Regions from separate parts of the Pan troglodytes genome. Here region 1 is linked to region 2. A link is a contact called in public capture Hi-C data. All regions are on one chromosome and are shown on one strand. The core of a region is the stretch at or near the end of the contact, and the rest is flanking DNA. Distances in the headings are between cores, read along the strand shown.

The links. Capture Hi-C pulls out chosen DNA fragments and counts their contacts.
Region 1: a capture Hi-C map of stem cell-derived neural stem cells shows a contact between it and region 2, with 7 times the contacts expected there. The contact joins two enhancer-like sites. A contact is called at or near these places in 5 of 7 Hi-C or Micro-C datasets (blood, induced pluripotent stem cells, a lymphoblastoid cell line and 1 more), 1 of 1 datasets of contacts at active chromatin or transcription factors (stem cell-derived excitatory neurons) and 1 of 1 other capture datasets (stem cell-derived neural stem cells).

Annotation. Positions count from the first base shown.
Region 1 is chr2:15,670,552-15,674,731 of NHGRI_mPanTro3-v2.0_pri, forward strand. The region is part of intron 2 of VGLL4 (vestigial like family member 4); the gene reads right to left. Among named protein-coding and RNA genes, the nearest start is that of VGLL4, 66 kb to the right of the region's middle. Within about 2 kb of position 1,945, at least 3 of the 24 cell types and tissues checked have an H3K27ac peak or open chromatin away from gene starts, as enhancers often do. A contact at or near this core is called in stem cell-derived neural stem cells, where this site is marked.
Region 2 is chr2:15,403,294-15,406,993 of NHGRI_mPanTro3-v2.0_pri, forward strand. The region is part of intron 17 of ATG7 (autophagy related 7); the gene reads left to right. Among named protein-coding and RNA genes, the nearest start is that of ATG7, 110 kb to the left of the region's middle. Within about 2 kb of position 2,213, at least 2 of the 24 cell types and tissues checked have an H3K27ac peak or open chromatin away from gene starts, as enhancers often do. A contact at or near this core is called in stem cell-derived neural stem cells, where this site is marked.

The DNA of each region.
Region 1 (4,180 bases), core at 695-3,194, 270 kb after region 2:
GTGGTAGCATTATTTTTATGTGCAGTTGCATAGCATTCATTTGCATTGCTGTCTAGTACTCCATTACTCCAATATATCGCAGATCCTTCATTCTACCACTGATGGGCATTTAGGTAGTTTCTACGTGGGGGTTATTATAAATAGTGCTGCTATGAATATTCTAGTGTGTGTCTCTTATCAGCCTCGGAATGCATTTCTGTCGCACATGTACTCAGGAACAGATACGTAGAAAGTGTATGTTCAGCTTAAGTAAATATTGCCAAATAGTTTTCCACAGCAGTTGTACCCATTTAGACTCCTACCAGCAGGGTATGAGATTTCAAGTTGCTCCACATCCTTGCCAACAGTTTTCCAACTCTTTCATTCCTGTTATTCTGGTAGGTCTGGAGCAGCCACACTACGACTTTACTTCGCACTTCTCTGATGGACAGTAAGAACTCTGTGACACTTATAGCAGGCAGAGGGATAGAATTCACCCGAGACAACACAGAGGGAAGGGCCCCGGCCAGAGGCTCTCAACCAAGGAGATTCTGCCCTCCTCAGGAGACATCTGGCGATGTCTGGTTATTTCAAATTTGGGGGTGTTATTAACATCTAGTGGTTAGGGGCCAGGGATGCTGCCAAACATCCTACAATGCATAGGACACCCCCCACCACCACCACCACAACAAAGCATTATTTGGCAAAAGTGACAATAATGCCACAAATCAAGAAACCCAGATCAAGCAAATCATTATTGGGCATTTTCTCCTTAGCCAAATCATCATTCTCTGATACAGCTCAAGAGGTCAATGCCCTATTGTCTTAAAATGTTATTTTTCCTAGAGTTGAGGGGATAGAAACACAACAAAGGATACTAAGTGCCACACTCCATGGCACAGTGCATATCTTCTGCATATCCTGTTTCTTTCTCAGTTCTCGCGACAATGCGGAGATGAGGAAACAGATACCAAGCAGGCTCCTTGGCTCCTCTAAACTCACGCAAAGAGCAGCAGAGCTGGGACCAGAAGCTGTGATTTTCCACTGCACCCAGGGTCTTACTTTTAACTAAAAATAAGGGGAGTTTTTAGAGTCCACAATTACTGTTAACTTGCAAGGCATGAATTTTACCTTATTAGCTTTGCAAAAGGCAGGCAAATAAAACGAGGTATGAGAAAAAGATCATTTGCAATGTTAAGATTATTAACCTGCACCTGTAAGTATCTTAAAATATTTCAACAAATCCACCTTCCTCATCACACGGTGATCTCTTTGAAATGAAACCCATACCATATTTTTCTTTGTCTATGCCCAATGCCTGTAAGAGCAGGCATTCAACAGTTAACATGTCCTGGATTAATTACTGGCCTGAAACCCCAGTGAGAGAAGACAGAATCTTTATAAAACAAGCAGGTGGTTTAGATTTTATTTCATCACCAACACAACTATATTTAGTAACATTAACTAGAATAAACGGTTTTTGTTGAAAAATATTCAATTAAGTCAAATAATGGCCAATACCACAAAATTCTTTTTGAAATGCAAACAATTCAATTTTTCCAAGGATGAGTTTGCCAGCATTACCTTATCCTCCTGTGGATCTTCTATTTGAGGCTTCTATTTGTGAGGCCATTGGCATTATTAGGGCCAACAGAAATCCACCCACTATTAGAGCAGTTTTGAACCGTGGCCATACATTACAATCACCCAGGAGGTTTTGAAAGCCATGGGTGTCCAGGAGGATAATTTGGTAAATCTGCAGTAGATGAATTTTGAATTTACACCCAGGAAATAACTACACTTAGCAGTATCGTTTGAAAATAGCTACCCACGTAATTTTTGCAAGCTCCCCTCCCCTTAGGGGTCAGGACCACTACCCTGGAGATTCTGAACTGAACTGAGGAGGGCACCTGGCTGCTTTTCATACCCACCAGAGTTCAACATCCCAATGAGTTAGTTGCTCGTGGGCAGGACTAGGGGGCGACGTGAGCCCACCTAACAAACAGCCTGGCTTCCTTCCCACAGGGATGGCACCACCTGGTCATTTGTATTTAAACAATTCCCATCTGCTTTACACAGAAGGGGCAAACCAAACCCACCACCCCCATTCTCAGCCTATCTTCTTAAATTATCAACACCCAGTAGCTGGAATAGGACTTGAAATGGATAAACCTACCAACACTTGACTGCAGTGAGCCCAGAAATGGACAAGGCAGGATTTCCTGTTTACCCCACATAGGGTGGGGAGTGCGGGGACTAAGGGGTCCTAAGAAGAGACAGCATTTGCCGGAGGAAACAGTGGGGTTTCCAGTTTGTGTCTGGTTCCGGCTGGTGGTGGGGGGTTTCTAGTGACTCGTCTCACTGCATAGGAGCCTGCCCTCGGAGGACGCAGGCAGGTGTCATTTCAGGCCTGTGTACTCCTCTGATGAACGGCCATCTCCCTCCCATTCACAGCCGTGCTGTTTTGCCTTATCATTGTTTCCCCAGCACCTAACACAAAGCCTGACACTGGTGGGTGACCACTAAACATTTCTTGAAAGAACAAATGGGAAGGGAGAGCTCCAGAATCTAAGCTGGGAACAGAGGAAAGTGAGAAGCCTAAAAGAAGGAGCGAACTGAAGACTGAAGGAAGTCAGGAGGGAGCGCATGTGCACAGCTTTGTGATGCTCTGTGTGGTTACAATAAAGAGATGATCAAAGTATGATTTCCTGAAGCACACGGTCTATTGCCATACAAAGGCTCATGATCCCTAAGGAGGGGAGAATAATGAGAACAGGCCTCGCAGGGAGCACACACGACAGACGAGGTCCATTCACCACACAGGGAGTGCTTCCCAAATATTAAAGTCCAGTTGCTCACTTAGGATGGAAGCAGGCCTCTGTGGAAAGTGACATCTGATTAAGTTTGAGGTGTGCCTTTTATATGAGTGGTTCGCTCCAGAGATGGTGTCCAACACAGGGAGGGATCCACGGTGACATATAAGGCCCCCGGAGGCTAGAGGAGTTCCCAGGGGTGCTGGTGTTGGCAGGGCCTTTAGGCTGGAAGGCTAACAGGCTAGGAGCACCTGAGCTGGGGATCTTTGCAGAAGCGGCTGGCAGAGCCCAGCCTGCTGTGGCTAAGCCCTCAACGTATCTGTCAAACTCTAGAGCTGAGATGTCCACTGGGGTGCAGTAGCTGAGGTCAGTAACTCCAATAGGGTCTGACAGTGTGTGGTGTCGCATTCTCGAGGGGAGGGAGAGCACACCCCAAGTTCTCACCACAGCAAAGCAGGCCACTCGCATAGCAAGCCAGGTAAGCACTGGGAGTCACCTCAAAGCTCCATACCATGTGAGAACCAGGGATGGCTTTGAGAAAGAACTAGGTTTCTAGCCAGGCTCTGAGGACTAGCCACAATCCAGGCTCTCAGAGAAGCAAGATGACTGTGACCCCAGCAACAACGAAGCACGGCCCTGGTCAGGCATTCAGATGCCAGGAAAGAGAAGAGGGGGTCTGGAAAGGAAGGACTGACCCGAGGAGGAGAGGACTGTCCTAAGAGCGTCTGCAGGGAGGCTGGGAGTAGGCAGCAAGGAGGTGAGGAAGGCCAGCCTGGAGCTGAGAGCAGTGACGGGCCTCCCAAGCTGAGCCCTCTGTACTCTTCACACTGCTTTCTAGCAAAAAGAGCACTGGATACAGAGTCAGAAAAATCCAGTTCCCAGGCCATAACCTTCGCTAGCCATGCAATCTTCATCAAGTGATTCCACCTCTCTAAGCTTGGATGTCCATCTCGGCAGCCTCTGTGTTGTCTGCCCGAGCCCTAAAATCCAAGGGCTCCGATCATTCCTCTTTTCCCTCTCCACACCTCCCCACCCAACCACAGGCCGCCATTCACTGCAATCTCAAGACAGAATGTCATGTTTTATAGAATACACGACGGTAACTGGTATTTCTAGGAGGGTTGGCTCCTGGGTTTATGCTGTTTTTCTTACAAATGTGGCAAGCAAATGACAGCTTCACCTCCCAAGACAAAAAAATAAAAAAGAGACATTTTAATCTTAACAATGGGCATGAAGAATACTGTTTGGCTCATTTTCCTGCTGGTCTGAATTAACAGTAACAATTACAGGGAACAATGGTGAGAGGACTTAACTAACCCAAAGTTCTCTGTGTCTCTGGAGAGAACACTGAGGCAAGACAGCTGCTAACTAGGAGGAATCTGGCTTTC
Region 2 (3,700 bases), core at 963-3,462:
CTAGAACCTTCAGTTCCTATTTGTGCATAATTCTTTTTTTCCTAGGTAAAATTTATATATGGCGAAATGTATGAATCTTAAAACAACTCCGTAAGTTTTAACAAATGTATACACCCATGTAACCCACACTCTTCCTATCAAGATATTAGAGTTTTTCCATCACTCAGAAAGTTCCCAGGTACCCTTTCCCAGTCAATTCTGGGGGAAGGGGAAGTATGTTGTATATTATGACTAGTCCTTCTCTAAAAGGAGTAAAGCTAGGCAGCTTCAGGTGTTCTTTGCAATAATAACCTTGTTTCTGGGACCCAGAAGTTGACCAAAACCTTTTTTCAGACCTGCAGAGTCAGGAGCAGGACTGTGCAGGAGGAGACTGCGTGCAGAGTATTCTTGCTCTTGTTGCACAATTCTATTACTCACAACCTTCTTGATAGTGCAGGAACAGCCTGTTGTGAAGAATCAGGCTCCAAACTTGGTTTGCATACCATCTGGGACCTGCGCAGATGCAGCAAGATGTGCCCAGAAACCTGATCTTGAGATTTCAGTGATTAGCAACCCTAATAATGCACTCATTCTGGTGTTGACTATGCAATAGGTTCTTCTGTTGATGGGTTATGATTAAACTCCTCAAAGTGACTTGCTATTAGCTTTCTGTGTGTATCTGGGCATATATCTTGAAGAGTGATAGGGTAAGGGTTGGGTAGGAATAATAAATGTCAGCTGGTAAATCGTACTTTGTTTTGGCCTTGGTTATAGCCAGCCTGTCCATTTATTTTTTTGATATTATATAATCCTACCTACCTTCTATCATGTTTTCTTGTTACTTATGAAGCATGAAAGGCTAGGCATGGTGGCTCACACCTGTAATCCCAGCACTTTGTGGGGGCTGAGGTGGGCAGATCACCTGAGCCTAAGAGTTTGAGACCAGCCTGGGCAACATGGTGAAATCCTGCCTCTACAAAGAATACAAAAATTGGCCCGGCGTGGTGGCCTATGCCTGTTGTCCCAGCTACTTGGGGGGCTGAGGTGGGAAGATCCTTGAGCCCAGAGGTTGAGATCATGCCATGGCACTATAGCCTGGGCGACAGAGCAAGACTCTGTCATGCCCATGCCCCCAAACCCCCGCCAAAAAGAAGCATGAAATACCAAAAAGTCAACTTAGCTACTTAAATAGTATTTGTTTGTTTGTTTGTTTGTTTTGGGACGGAGTCTTGCTCTCTTGCCAGGCTGGAGTGCAGTGGCGTGATCTCAGCTCATTGCAGCCTCCGCCTCCTGGGTTCAAGTGATTCTCCTGCCTCAGCCTGCTGGGGAGCTGGGACTACAGGCGTGCGCCACCACACCCAGCTAATTTTTGTATTTTCAGTAGAGACGGGGTTTCACCATGTTGGCCAGGGTGGTCTCAATCTCTTGACCTTGTAATCTGCCCACCTTGACCTCCCAAAGTGCTGGGATTACAGGCGTGAGCCACTGTGCTCAGCCAGCTACTTAAATGTTTAAGAGAAACCTCTGTCCCAAAGCAACTTGTCACCTAAGGGCTTTGCAAATGCACCACTTAGAAAGGCAAATGATAGATTTGAAAGGAAGGGTTAAACTGTTATCTGTTAGCAGACATTCATTTAATTCAACTGACATTTGAGTCCCTGCTGTGTGCCAGAGATACAAAGATGATTAAAATAGCCACTGTCCTCAAGGAACACTGTCTAGAGGGTGAGACAGACTCATAAGCCAGTAATGATCTGTTCCGTTGTGAAATGCCCTAAAGCAAGGTCTGTCCTCTTGTTACGGCATCCCAATACCAATTAATTTTGTAAATGTGGATGACTAGGGAAGGCCTTGCAGAGGATGACTTCTGAGTTGATGTTAAAGGGTCAAGTAGGAGTTTCTAGAAACACCTAGGGGAGAGAACACAAGGAATTCCAGGCAGTGGAGAATTGCGTGTATAATAGCCAGAGACAACAAAACATGGCACAGTTATGAAGTTGTTCAGTAGAGCAGTTGTGGCTGAGCCTGGGACACCCAATTTTCTACGAATCGTCCTCTTGTCTTTGTGAGTGCCGTTTTAATTTTGGCCATCCTTGGAGTTGGAATCTGGTATACGTTGTCTAATGCTTAAAGCTGCTGTTTTGAATTTTACAATAACATGTAAAACTCTTGCTCACCTAGCACCGAGCTTTTTAGGGGGTTTCCTAGCCTAAGGAATCCAGCAGCTGCAGCAGGGTGGTGTGGAGGGCAGGAAGTCAGGGGATTTCCAGGGTCCTGGCCCTGCATCCCTTGCTGGACTGCCAAGTAACCACAAGCAAGGTGCTCCCCCACTCTGCACGCCTTCGTTTATTTTCTTCAATGAGTCAGTTGAATGAGATAAGTTCTGGCTCTCTATTGACACTTTATTAGCTTTTATATTTTATATTTCCTTTATTTTACAAGCAATGGATTTTTAATTGCAGAAAAATCAGAAAATATATTTAAGAAAGAAAATAACCACGATCCAGCCATTTAGATCACTGTTAATTGGTGATGTCAACACTTCTTGACTTAAAATATATATGTATGTATATAGGTATACATAGACATCATTTTTCCCTGAACATTCCTACTATAAGGGATTTATGGTACTATATTGAGGATACTCCCTGCTTCTCAGATTTGATAGGGTTTTAAATCTCAATCATTTACAAGGACTGGCCAGAGCCCAGTCGGAAGAGCTCTCTGCAGCCTGTGCCAGGAATCTTTGCATACAGCTTCTCAGTGGCAAATATTACTCAAAACTGGGCTGCAGCCAGATTTTCCTTCTCCTTTCCAAAAGGGATATAAATCTCTGATTTGGAAAATGATGAGTAACCCCCAGGTTCTCTTTTCCTATCTCATTTACCCAGCAAGGCCTCAAATTTTCTATTTTAATGTATGATGGATTCCATATGTATGATTGTGTGGTGTAAAATGTATCCCACATCTTGTCCTTAGCAACTAGTGTTTTCTCCAATCTCCAGAACTGCTTGGTTCCCAAAAGGAGATGGAATATACAGCCAGAGCTGGTGAGGAGTATTTAGCTACAAGCCTTAACCTCAGAACTCTTGGCTCTTCACCGCCTTGAAAAACCTTGGACATTTCTCCCTTTGCTTCTATTTCCTCATCCATACAGTGGGGAAAATATTTTCCGTTTCCCAGGGAAATTGCAATGGCTGACGTGTATCCAGTTCCCTGTGGCCAAGTACCAAGGCCTTTGCCCACTCCTGGGGCTGGTGTTGACATCAGAAATAAGAAAACAAAGACCCCTGTGATTGCATTAGGTCTCCTGAGATACATGCAGCCTTTTCTGGGCTCACTGTCCACACACAGGTATAATGGGGAGGGATTGAATCAGGGATTTGAAGGCCAAGGCTGCCCTGGCTTTGAAAGGCTGCAGAAACCTTCCGTTCATGTCTCTTGACAATGACAGCCAAAACCTTTTCCATGATTCCAGAGAACACGGCCTTGCTTGTTACTTTTGACCTGTGGTTTTTAAGACTACCTAATTAGTAGTTAGAACTTGTGATGATTACTCCTTTCCCTGTCACCTGTGGTCACAAACACATCTAGTTTTCCCAGACAAATTTTTTCTTACGGGATCCCTTTTGCCACTCAGACCAGAAAGTTGAGGGCTGTGTTCTCCTTAGATGGTTCCATTGGCAGCCTGGCCCAAGCAGTCTTCAGGGTATTGAAAAAT